Linked DNA regions of Sus scrofa: region 2 is linked to region 1. A link is a contact called in public Hi-C data. All regions are on one chromosome and are shown on one strand. The core of a region is the stretch at or near the end of the contact, and the rest is flanking DNA. Distances in the headings are between cores, read along the strand shown. Region 1 has its middle 91 kb from the start of COL1A2. Region 2 overlaps SGCE (sarcoglycan, epsilon).

Region 1 (6,236 bases), core at 2,172-4,671:
GCAGTTACCTAGACTCTCTCTGGGCAATCAGCCCTTTTGATAATAATTCTGAAAATTGATTCATGGGCTCTTGCAGCTGGAAAGGCTCTTAGAGATCATCTAACATAGCCAGACTCCTTCAATCGGGACCTGCCTCCAGCCACACGATAGATCTGGTTCTAATTTCATTATTTCTCTGAGTTGTGCTTGTATAGAACCTTTTCCTGCTCAGAATCCAGAGCAATAGCAGCAGGCTGAATATCTACTCCTATAATGCGTCCAAATTCTACTTCATGTCCATTCACTGAAACCTGGTATTCCTACAGTGTAGCTCTTTTTATTTAATCGGAACCACTGGAAGAGGAACTGGACAAAGCTAAAGGAAATTTGCACAAGAAACTAAGGCTGCACAGATCCAAGGATGAGCTGCCCACCATCCTGGCACTTTGCCTGGAAACTGCTAGTGAGCCGGGATTAGTCAAAGACGACAAACTGTGAACTGTCTCTGACATGAGGACTCTAAATCCTGCTCATTCTTCAAAACCCAGTTTAATATCTCATCCTCTCTATGGACTAATATTAATAATTAATATCATTTCCCCTGAGTCCCAAACACTTTGTATATATCTCTACTGTAGTTGTTTGAGTCTATCTTCCAGTGAGATAATACAGTTTATTGAGAAAAGTGACTATCTTATCAATTTTGTATCTTCAGTGCCTGGAATAGAATAACTGTTTAATAAATGTCTGAATGTGGAAGAAAATGTCAAAGAAAAACATGAAGAAGATAGCATACTCTTTTTATTGAACATCAGGAAGCATCAGCCAAAAAATGTAAAAATACATGAACTCTCTTCTGTCTTCTCTTTATATTCCAGGGGGGAAAAAAGCCTATAAATACAGTCAGACAATCCTAAACAGTGTAGTAAATTTGTTTCTGAAAATGTGGCATGTTTACATTGCCTCTGCACCTCTGATAACTCTGGCCAGTGTTATTTAAATGGTTTATTATTTGTTCAGATAATTCTCAATGCCACACAGCCTCCCATAAGGTTAATCGATTGCACACTTGAAATATATAGATGGATTGTAGAAAAGTGCCAACATTTTCTTTTGTAAATACACAACACACAACGTTGTCATTGTAAGTCATTGTATTTTCGTCATTTGAAAAACAAATTGACTTCAGGAGCCATTGTCTGTGGTATTTTGCTGCCGTTTTCCTCTGTTCATCATTCTGTACTGTAGTCTTCACAAAAGAACACTAGAGGGATCAGATTCTTAGTTTTTGGAGGCCTTTGTGTTAACCAAGCCAAGTACAATTATGGCTCTTCCCAGAAGAAGGAAAGAATAATGTTGGCAATAGGGTGTTGCCACCCAGAATCACACAAAAAGCTGCAAATGTAACCAAAATGGCTTTCTCAGGCTTTATAAACCCAGAAATCTACGTGGCATTTTCTATGACCAGAGGCAGCACTTTGGGAAATTACCTTTAGAAAAATGGTAGAGGTCTATCAGAGATTTGAAAAGAGCCTGCAACCTGGGGAGGGATAGAAGGAATAAATAAGCAGACTTGTTGTTTAATAATGCTGCCAATTTTTTTTTTTTTAACTTCCAAGGGACAAAATCAAGTAAATGTCAAATTTTTCCCAGCTGGTAAGCACATTCAGATTTAAGACTAAAATCCTCCAAAAGGAGTCGAGCTGGTAATGAGAAAGTAAGAAAAACATGAATCCTTTCTTTTCAAAATAGAATAGAGAAGCAATTCAGTCATCTTTAGTCTGGACACTTTTTCTTTCACTTTGTCTAAACCGTGGTCATTAACAATGACATAAATGGATGAAATAGTACAGTTTTGGTGTTTATGAACACAAGAGCTAATCAAGCTGGTCATCCAAGTCCATCAGAAAAGTGAGAGGGAAAAAACAAAACAAAAACAAAAACAATTCTTGTCTGCAGGGTCACACTGAAGCTTTCCTGTCAGTTTCAGAAAGACCTTGTTAGCTCCTAAACTGGTTCGGTTAGTGAATTACCTCACTGGCAGATCCTCTCATCTCCCTGTTCTCTGAGATGGTCTTTTCTAATTAAAATCAAAACCATATGACTCTAATAATCTGATCGAAATATTTCTCTTTTCAAAACTTTGCAGTTGCTCTTAATTGCACTAAAACCTGAAATCCAACTTAAAATCTATACTGGGGCTGTAAGTCCACATGTCAAATGTTCTCATGTCTCTGACCCAACTGCTTGATGCAGCCAGGGATGTCACTCAAGGCAGTCAATCTGCTTGACTCCAATAACATCCTGACATGATTCCCCTTTTTCCTGACTGTACCTTCTCTCCTCCAATAAATAAACACTCAGAGTGCAGCTGTGATGGCCTATTTTTGTTGGCCACGCCGGGTTGTCGTTTATAGGATTTGATGTGCAATGTATCTTGTCTTATTTCTCCTGCAATCATAAACCCCATGCTTTTTGACTCCTTCTTAAGTCCACAGCACTGACACAGCACCAGGGGCTGCATAAAAGTGGTCGATTCTTTCACTGGAGGAGCTCTGAGAGGAAGTTCAAACCTTTGTCTTTATAAGCCAAGAGTTATAATGTAGATTCAAAACTTTCTGGAAAAGCAATGCAATTCCCTTTAGCCATCCCCCTTCATCCCTCCTCTTGATTTGGTCCCTCCCAGTCCTATAAAAATGGGGAAAGAATCTTGGCTTTCCTATATGGTATGACTTTCCAACAATGTCCTTCCATAAAAGGGATGGGTCTTGTTTCAGAGCCAAAGGATCTGTCTCCAACAGCTTGGGCTGGGTGGTGGTGATTTTTTTTTTTTTTTTTAATTTCAGACAACGTGGAAGTGTCTGGAATGGTGCCTTCAGTCTCAGCCATCCTAGGAATTACTCAGTGTTTCAGGGCCCTGAGCCAGTAACCACCTCCCAACCACTGCCCAACCATCTCTGCCACGTTAGCTCTGACAGGGAGGTGGGTGAGCTGTGGGTTCAGGAAGACCAGAGGGATCGGGTGCCTGATGCTGAGAAACCCTCCACAGGATCCCAATTCTCAAAGGCAAAAAGCACCCACCCTCTTGTCCTACTTCACCCCTGTAGAGCGGTGATGAGTGAGTTGTTGAGACCTCACACTCATCTGGGCTCCTCAAAGTTTAAGGCACCAAGACCCTTGGAAGCAGGGCTGTGGCCCATCTCCCCAAGCACACTGACCCAGGGCTGTACTCATCCAGGTGGAGCTTCTTTTTCTAATTTGTCAGCCAACAGGGAGACTTTGGGAAGGATGCCTTTTATAAATTTCCTCCAGTGGCGGATACCTTACTCCAATTACTCCACGTAGAAAACCTACTTTTTGCTAATGCCCCCTAAGGAGCCATATAAAGTGGCAAGCTGACCTGGCCTTTCAGTGTGTAGTGGATCTTCACACACCAAAATGATTAACTTTGTAGGGGGAGGGAGGAGATGGCACACTGGTCCCCAGCTCTTGGGTCTGAGTCACCCCCTCTGTGGCTGTCAGATTCTCCTTAGCACAGCAGGATCTCCAACCTAGAATCACATGCACACCAGTAAGTTTGAATCTCTAATGAACTTAGGCCTGAATAAAAAGGTGAGGTTTATTGGGCTGTGTGGGTTCTGCCAAAAAAATGGATCTCTGGTTCCAGGCAATCTGACAAGATCTTGTTCCAACCAGCTTTACTGACCAATGAGAAGAGCTACCCCCTAGCCAGCAAGTCATAATGTGTTTTCTCTCTCTTGCTCACTCTTGCTCTCTCTCTCTCTCTCTCTCTCTCTCTCTCTCACACACACACACACACACACACAATCCACTGTGAAGGGGAATCAGGGTGGGTTTGAATCTTGCTTGCCTCTAACACTTATCCCTTGTACACCTTATCCATGAATATCAGTATCTCTAAAATGCAGTAGAACTGATATCAAGCCCACTCCCCCTGCCTCATGCTTTATCCCCACTTTCCTAATACTTTAACCTGGGAGTTCCACAGTCTCCCTTGGTAACCTAGTCTAATGTCAAATTACTCTTCTGGTCATGATGTAATTTTCCTACAGGCAGGAACCTCATCTGCTGTGCTGCACTGTGTCTTCAAAACCTAAAAAGCGCTTGGTACAATAAACAATGGTTGAATTAATGACTGTCAGGAATGCCCACTCTGCCTCCAGTTTCACCTCTGCTACAAACGAACTATAAGTAACCTCAAGCAAGTTATCCGAGCTGTCTTGGCTACAGTTTCTTTATCTCCAAAACAAAGTGTTTGCTGTAAAAGATTTCGGTTCTCTAAGACATTCTTTCTCAGTTAGAAGATTATTTTGATTTCTAGTTCTTTCCTCTGCTGAACTTTTATCATTTCGGGCACATCTCATATCAAAAAGACATCCTGTAGTGTTTGAGAATATAGGTTTCCAAATCAGACTGTTTGGGTCTGCATCCCTGCCCTCCCACTAGCTTTGGGATTTGGGGCAACTCTTTGACCTGCTGAGCCTGTTTCCTTATCTGTAAAATGGAAATAATAATCATAATACCTCAAGGAGCTGGTAGGATGAGTAATGACTAAATTCATGTAAAGAATTGGAAAAGTGTATGATAAATGGTAGGCATACAAAAACATTCACCATAATTATATGACTGTCTTTCATTCCCATGTTTTGAATTTAAATAACTAACAGTGGCTGGCATTTGGGACTTCCAAACAGCATTCCTGTTTTAATTTCAACCTTCTCTCTTTTTGATCAATGGTAGTCTAAATTCTACATATAGTAACCTAACTGAAGAGCAAGTATAAGGATAATTTAAAACATCCGGGGTGCAATATCCATCTTATTTATCGGGAATATGATTAATAGCATCTTAAAAAATCACCGTATATGTGTCCTTATGCTGATCCTAAGCCACAATCTAAGGACTTCAACGAGCGTCAGTCCATCTTTACCTCCGCATCTTGATTCTCATTGGGAAGATCTTTATCCCCTATATTTAAGATCAGTTTTATTGTTTTCTTCATTAAAATATTAGGAGTGAAGAAACATTGACAAAATCACATCATTTGTTCTTAAAGTTTTCATTGTCACTATTATTGATCTTGCTAAAGCCGTAGAACCAGAAGATAATTTTCCCTTTGGTGGAACTTGGTCATTTTGCTATTTTGAACAGAGTTTATGAGACTGAAGTTGAAAGGGCTGTGAACTATGGATAACCCATATGTTCCTTAATGGTTGTTACATTATTATTTTTCTCACAATTATCAAAAAAAAAAAACCCACAGATTTATTTGGAAAGACTCTGAACAATGAAATAAATACAGTACTGATTTCAAATGCAAATGCCATGTCATTTCTAAATGACTCAACCTTCAAAAGACAATGATAAATCAACCAGATAATTTCTGGGTGTCAAAGAGTTTTAAAGGTGATAGCTAGTAAATTGAAGTACACATCAAAGTTTCTCAAATAAAAATGTTAAATATAAGTTACTTCTTCATACATATCTAATACCTGTCAAGTTAAGGGGAAAATAATCTGTCCCACCTCCACCCATTAACTGAACAGATCACAGACATAATCGGCATCTCTCCACCTCCCAGGAAGTGGCCCCAAGGTAGAGTGGCAGCGTCATAGTTCCAGCTGCGTGGGAGTGTCACTAAGTCCTAGCCCCATCAACACCAACCATGGCAGGTTTGCAGCATTTCCAAATCCAAGTGGCAATGCCCAGGACATAGTCAGAATGCCAGATTCAAAAGGCTTTTCTAGATCTGTCAAGGCTCTGGGCTGTTGGATACTAGCACACTGGTCATCTCAGCCAGAAAGGACAAGGAGAGATTTGTGAATATATATGCACACACACCCATGGAAATGCATTTGGCGTTGGATTCTCTAAAATGCTGAACTTCCTGCACTCAAGCAGGCAGGGTCTTGAATTTTAAGGTGTGGGTGTTCAAGTTAATGACAATACCTATTTTTCACCAGCTCTTGACGCCTGAGCCCCCCACCGAGGTTACATGTGTCTTACATATTTTGAAGAGAGATTGATGCTACCTGTTGTTAATTTATGAAGTGAGTGGGCTGAGAATCAAGGAGGTGGAAAAATCGTGTGACATGCAAATGATTTTTCCTCCCCCTATGGATCAGAACCTTAATCATACAATAAATATTCTTATTCACCATGTGGCTGATGCAGGTGATCTCAACTTCACAAGGGCATGTAAAATCCAATCTTCTGTTCTCCATTCCCAAGTGAAG
Region 2 (5,749 bases), core at 1,822-4,321, 380 kb after region 1:
AATGCCACTGCCGCGGGTATTGGCTCTTTATAATCTTTGCATCTTTCCACATTCTCTGCATATGCAAACATATGTTTGTATACATCCACATAGAAACATGCACACGCCGTGCTGTTCTTTACAGAATATGATTACATTTTCCCCCTAAGCATATACATTGAACACATTTACATGAAATCACATTTTAAGACTGCACAGCTTTATGCTGTGTGCTCAATCATAATTTATTTATCGTCACCTTAACCTCAGCCTGTCCAAATTAGGACTCCTGACCTTTCCTTTCAAGTCTGGTCCTCTCTGGCATTCTTCATCCGGAGAATGGTATCACCACGCTTAAGAATATGACAGAAAACTAGAAATCATCTTTGACATCTTCTGCCACTCTCCCCCCACCCGAAATTCAATCCATGATCCAGTCCTACTGCTGTTTGCGCCCTCAAAATATCCCTCCCATTTTCATCTGCCCAGCACCACCCTAGCCCCGGAGTTCATCATCTCTACTCTGGGTTACTAAAGTCTCCTTCCAACTACTGCGGCAATCTGTTCTGACCCCTTCAATCCCTTCATCACAAAGCAGCCAAAGTGCTCTTTTTGAAATGCAAATCTGATCAAGTCCAGCTTAAACCCCTCCAACGACTTCCTGCAGGTTTTAGGATGAAGATTACACTCTTTAAAAAAAGTAGTCTAACGGATCCTGCAAAATTTGCTCCCTGACCCCCTTTCATATCTAGCTTCCTTTCATAAGGAGCTTCCCCTTTTCTCTGGACTCCAACCCCACTGGACTTTTTCCAGCATCTTCTATTTGCCAGGGCAGTTTGCCCCAGGGCTTCTACAGATTTCTTCCTTTGACCTCCAGTATACCTTTTCTCTTCACCTCACTAACATTTTACTCATTCTTCAGATCTGAGTACCTACTTCCCTACTCCCCCACACCTGCCCCGACTCTGGCCAGATCCTCTGCTTAGATATTCTAGTTGTGTTTGTAGCACTTATCATAGTTCTAAGGGCACATTTATATGTGTGATTAATTGATTAATCTTTGTCAACCCCATTAGCGTAATGGGTCTCAAAACCAGTCAATATCGAAAAAAAAGATGAATAAAAGAACTATTAGTAAGATGCCCATTATTTTTTCCTAGTTTTTCATTATTACTGTCGGCATTACAATAAACATCCTTATAATTTTATTTTTCATCACTTAAAAGAGGATATTTAGAAGGTGAACTCCTAGAAGTAAAATGACTAGATTAAAAAAATCGCATACATTTCCAATTTTGATAAGCGCATGTAGCAACCTGTTCTGTTTCCACTTCTGCAATACTGGTCTTTGATTAGCATCAACTCTCTAACTATAGAAACTGAAAGATGTTAAGAGTGCTACATTGATTAACTATTTCAGAGGAGAGAAAAGCCAATGTTATTTTACCGCACACCGAGAAACACCAATTTGCTAAGAAAAAAAAAAAAAAAATGAAAAACCTAGGGGCTAATTTTTTTTCTTCTGCATTCCAAGGTAAAAGATCAACTTTCCTTCTATGTCTATTGCTGAAGAAATCAGGAACTAAAATACTTCACTTCAACTGCTATAGGAAAATTAACTGTGATCTCTCCTTTCAAATTCATAGTGAACCCCAAATCTCCATAATAATCAAAGTGGTGACCAGATGAATGAGTGAAAAGCTAGAGAAAGGGAAAGAACTTACATTGGGGCTGCCTAACTCCTAAACATTTTTGAAATGAAGGGCTTCATTTGTCAGAAAAGAAAAAGTCTGCCTTCCATGTCACAACAGATGCCCTGGCGATTCCCGTGGTACAGAATGCCGAAGAGCTATTCTAAAAATCTGATTCGTCCAAGGCAATTAAGTAGAAAAGAAGACATGATAAAGATGGGTGCATTTAAGCGATAAAACACATTTAAACTCCTACTGCATAAATATGGCCTAGAAATCCTTAGATGAAGATAAAAAAATTAAAATTTTACCAAAGTCACCCAGAAAGAAAACAGCACTTCAGCTTTTACTAACATGTTGATTTTTGCAAGACTGTAACATTAATAAACATGCCAGCAACTCATGCTTCGAGGCTATTTATTCCTAAAATACCTCCTTAAAGTTTAAAATTTAAACACTGGGGATTATTTACTTTCCAAACCCAGGAGCAGGAGCGAGTACTGCATTCAAGGAATTGCAAGTAGCCGCCTGCAGATCAGGTGAGTGAGCGTTGACAATATTTGAGCATTTCTCTCTTGGAAATATGAGCTCAGCTCAGGAACGCCTGTGGCATCTTCAACAACTGGGAACCCAGCCATCACAACTTGCCCGGTACATTATTACAATCCCACAAAAGTACATGACACTTTTATAAAAGACAGAGAAAATAAGAAGAGGAGAAACTTGTACAGCATTCAAAATACACTTCACACAGTCAGGGATGGAGTGACCATATTTCTGAGCTAACAATTTGAGGGAGGAGAAAGTTCTGGGTGTGGAGAGAAGAGGCAGGAGTAAAAGAAGCAGGAAGAAGTTGGTTATAAAGATGACTGAAGAATGTTCTCTGCTTTCTTCACTTTTCTCATCAGAGTCCCCTTAGTTTTCAAGGCTCAGGAGTGAAAACATAGTTTCTGAGGAGTTCGATGCATTATATCACCTTTTAGAAGTAGGGTACTGTGTGCATACTCCACAAACTAATTTTGAAAAAATCACATTTTCAAAGTAGAGATGGTAATCAAAATAAACAATAGGCAGACAGAGAAGAAAGAAAAATCTGCCCCAAGCCATGTTTGAGCCGCTAAGATCATGCCCCTGAGGAAGGGAGAAACCAGGCTAACTTGAAGAGAAGTTAAAAGAGCACAGGGTCAGCAGCTACTTTTGATTGAAGGGTTTTCTTTTCTATTGAAAAGCTAAAAATTGTAACTGTATTGCAAGGACATATAAGGGGGACTGCAGAAGGGAGAATGGCCCACATTTTTCCCCGGTAAGAGGCTCCAGCAGCCAAAGGCTGAGCTCTCCTGGACCAGTGGCCAGCAGCAGTCTGCTCCCCCATTAACTCAGAGCGCCTCCAGCATCTGCAGCCACTCTGCCTGAGAAGCCTGTTCTCAGCAAGCAAGAAACACCAGGCAAGGACCAACTCTAGGAAGCAAGTTAAAGCCTGGATACTTTGCAAGGTGGCAAAAAATCTTTACTTCTCAGATTTTTATGTTTGAATTGGAATGAGAGGGGAAGGAATGTGTTCAATTGTCCTGTTGCAGCTATTTTCAAGTTGTAAGAAATCAACCTGCCACACACAGGACTATTCTTTTCAGACAGTTTATTGGAAAAAATAAAATGTTTCTAACACTAATATTTTTGCTGTCTTCCACTAAAATGTTATCACGGCCTTGAAATTAAATACTCATTGCAAGAAAGGTGAATATTTCTGATACTTTAAAAGAATAGACCAAGTAAAGGTGTTAAGTTTATGCTCTTTCTGAATTGCACCATTAGGTCTCAAGTTGAAATCCATTGCTGCCTTTCACCCACTGAAGCTAGTTTTGCTTCCCGAAGCAAACAGAAGAGAGTTTATGTCTTCAAGCTAAACATTTCCAGACCCTTTGAGGATACCTCCTATGACAGGATTGCCAGACCCCTCACCATCCCTGCGGACCGTTCTGGAAGTTATCTAATTTGTCAACGTCTCTCTTTAAATGTGACAGCCAGAAATGGACACAATACTACAGATGTGGTTAATTAGAGCAGGGTACTATTAATTTTTGTGACATATGGACACTATACTCTTACCGGAATCTAAATTTGATTTTTTTCTTTCCTTTTTTCTTTTTTAATTTTTTATTTTACTGCAGCCATATCATGCTGCTGGTTCATATCAACTGTTTTTTCTCTCAAAAATTGCCACCGTATAAAGTCACCTCTTTCCTTAGAATCATGAATTATGATGCATTTACTCCTAGAAAATATCTTTTTGGACAGCACTGTAGCCTACTTAAAACAGGTTAACTCTAAATTCTGTTATTTATTTGTAACAGTTATCCTTTTTTCAAGTAACCCACGGATTTGTAAAGCAAGCATCTTAGATCTTCACCAAAGTTATTCACAAAAATATTGATGAAGAGAAGACCCAGGGCAAAGGCTTGTGATCCTTTACCAGGGACTCTGCTCCCAAACCCAAACCCAAACCCAGTAACTCACACACCTGGCGGGTGCTGGTTCAGCCCGCCTCACACTCTCAAAGCAATTCCGCTAGTCTACAAAGCACAGCATCTCACACACCAGAGCATCCTAAAGCCTTGACAAATACTTAGCTGAAAGCAAGATTCACTTATCTTTCAAAGCAAAGTATAAAAAATCTACACATTAAAATAACAGTCATGTAAAAATATATATGCACGTGGAACAAAGACGAGAAGAGAAGGGACATCAATGGAAATGTCTGTTCCAGCGTCAGACTGTGGAGTGTTTTTCATTCAATACTGTCTTTAGTATAGTCACATTGCTTAAAAAATACAAGATGACCAGAATTTCACTTTGAGAGAATTTTCACTGGAAGCAGTTCAGAAGCAGTTCATGTGAAACAACTTTAAGAGCATTGAGACTCTGATCCTACCAACCTGAAAACCCCAATCGGAAAAATAGTCACTTGAAAAGACTTGTTGATCTTTAAAAACACCAGTTTCTTGTTTTGAATTTTGCATGGCTGCTTTGGCTTAATATTACTAGAAATCAGGGAGACAGCTAACTGGAGAACTGGATCTGGAAGTTTAGAAAAAGCCTGGATGTCGTGTGTGTGTGTGTGTGTGTGTGTGTCTGTGTGTGTGCGTCTGTGTGTGTGTGCACGCCTATGCGTCTATCTGTCCATGTTTGTCTTTCTGCCTGTCCATGTGTGTCTGTCTTTTTGTCATGTCTGGCTCTATCTCTGCAAGAGAGGTTGGAAAGGATAGAAGGAAAAAAAAAATCATGTTAATATTTCTCTGAAGCTTTGGACTGAAACAGAGCTCCAGCCCAAGAATCTCTAACGGACACATAAGCCCATGTCATCTGGCCACCTAGAGTCCTCTTTTAAACTTAAAGTAGGAAATAAGATCAACAGCAGAATTTACACTTGGGTGTTTAGAATGGAGATAAAGGTAAGTTTTAAGAAAAGGGGTCAGATGGAGTAAGTGGGGACAATAAAAAAGAAAAATAAACAAAGAAGCTGGTGATTTTGGAGAAAATGTGTTCCATAAATATTGTACTTATTACAATCCTAAACAATCTGAATATTTGGTTGAGAATTTTTTAACATGTCAGGGTTTCTTCACTGCTTAAACATTTTGTTTGGAGCCCGGTTTTTATCAGTAAAAATCAATGCCAGAAACAGGATATGTGTTATCTTTCTCTCTCATCAGTCTTTTCTGGTGCTGTCCCTCACTAATTTTCAATGTCTGAAAGACAAGTGAAAATTTCATTTTGCTTGGAAATACAATTTGTTCACCATACTAGAATCTAAACTAAATATATCACATAATCAAGTTTTTAGATTTATGGCAAACTCTTAAGTGGCTAAAATGATCAAGTACTAAGTCCAGTTAATATCTGACAACTGAAAACTTTATTTTCTTAAAAATAAATTTTTCCTACTATACTAAAATTTAAAAGAAATACATGTGGTAAATCAGCAGATTCATAGATCCATAGCAAATTGTCATTTAAAATAGATAAAATGTTCAACCAGAAAGTCCAGTTATTATCTGACAAGTGAAAATGCCACTTTTTTG

What was found. Hi-C and Micro-C count contacts between places; a contact is called where the count stands out from the background.
Region 2: a Hi-C map of fetal skeletal muscle shows a contact between it and region 1, with 2.5 times the contacts expected there. The contact joins two enhancer-like sites. A contact is called at or near these places in 4 of 47 Hi-C or Micro-C datasets (embryonic fibroblasts, fetal skeletal muscle and subcutaneous adipose tissue) and 1 of 2 datasets of contacts at active chromatin or transcription factors (skeletal muscle).

The regions. Positions count from the first base shown.
Region 1 is chr9:74,080,425-74,086,660 of Sscrofa11.1, forward strand. No RefSeq gene overlaps it. Among named protein-coding and RNA genes, the nearest start is that of COL1A2, 91 kb to the right of the region's middle. Within about 2 kb of position 3,422, at least 25 of the 83 cell types and tissues checked have an H3K27ac peak or open chromatin away from gene starts, as enhancers often do. A contact at or near this core is called in fetal skeletal muscle, where this site is marked.
Region 2 is chr9:74,464,985-74,470,733 of Sscrofa11.1, forward strand. All of the region lies in intron 1 of SGCE (sarcoglycan, epsilon), which reads right to left. Among named protein-coding and RNA genes, the nearest start is that of SGCE, 6.0 kb to the right of the region's middle. Within about 2 kb of position 3,072, at least 6 of the 83 cell types and tissues checked have an H3K27ac peak or open chromatin away from gene starts, as enhancers often do. A contact at or near this core is called in fetal skeletal muscle, where this site is marked.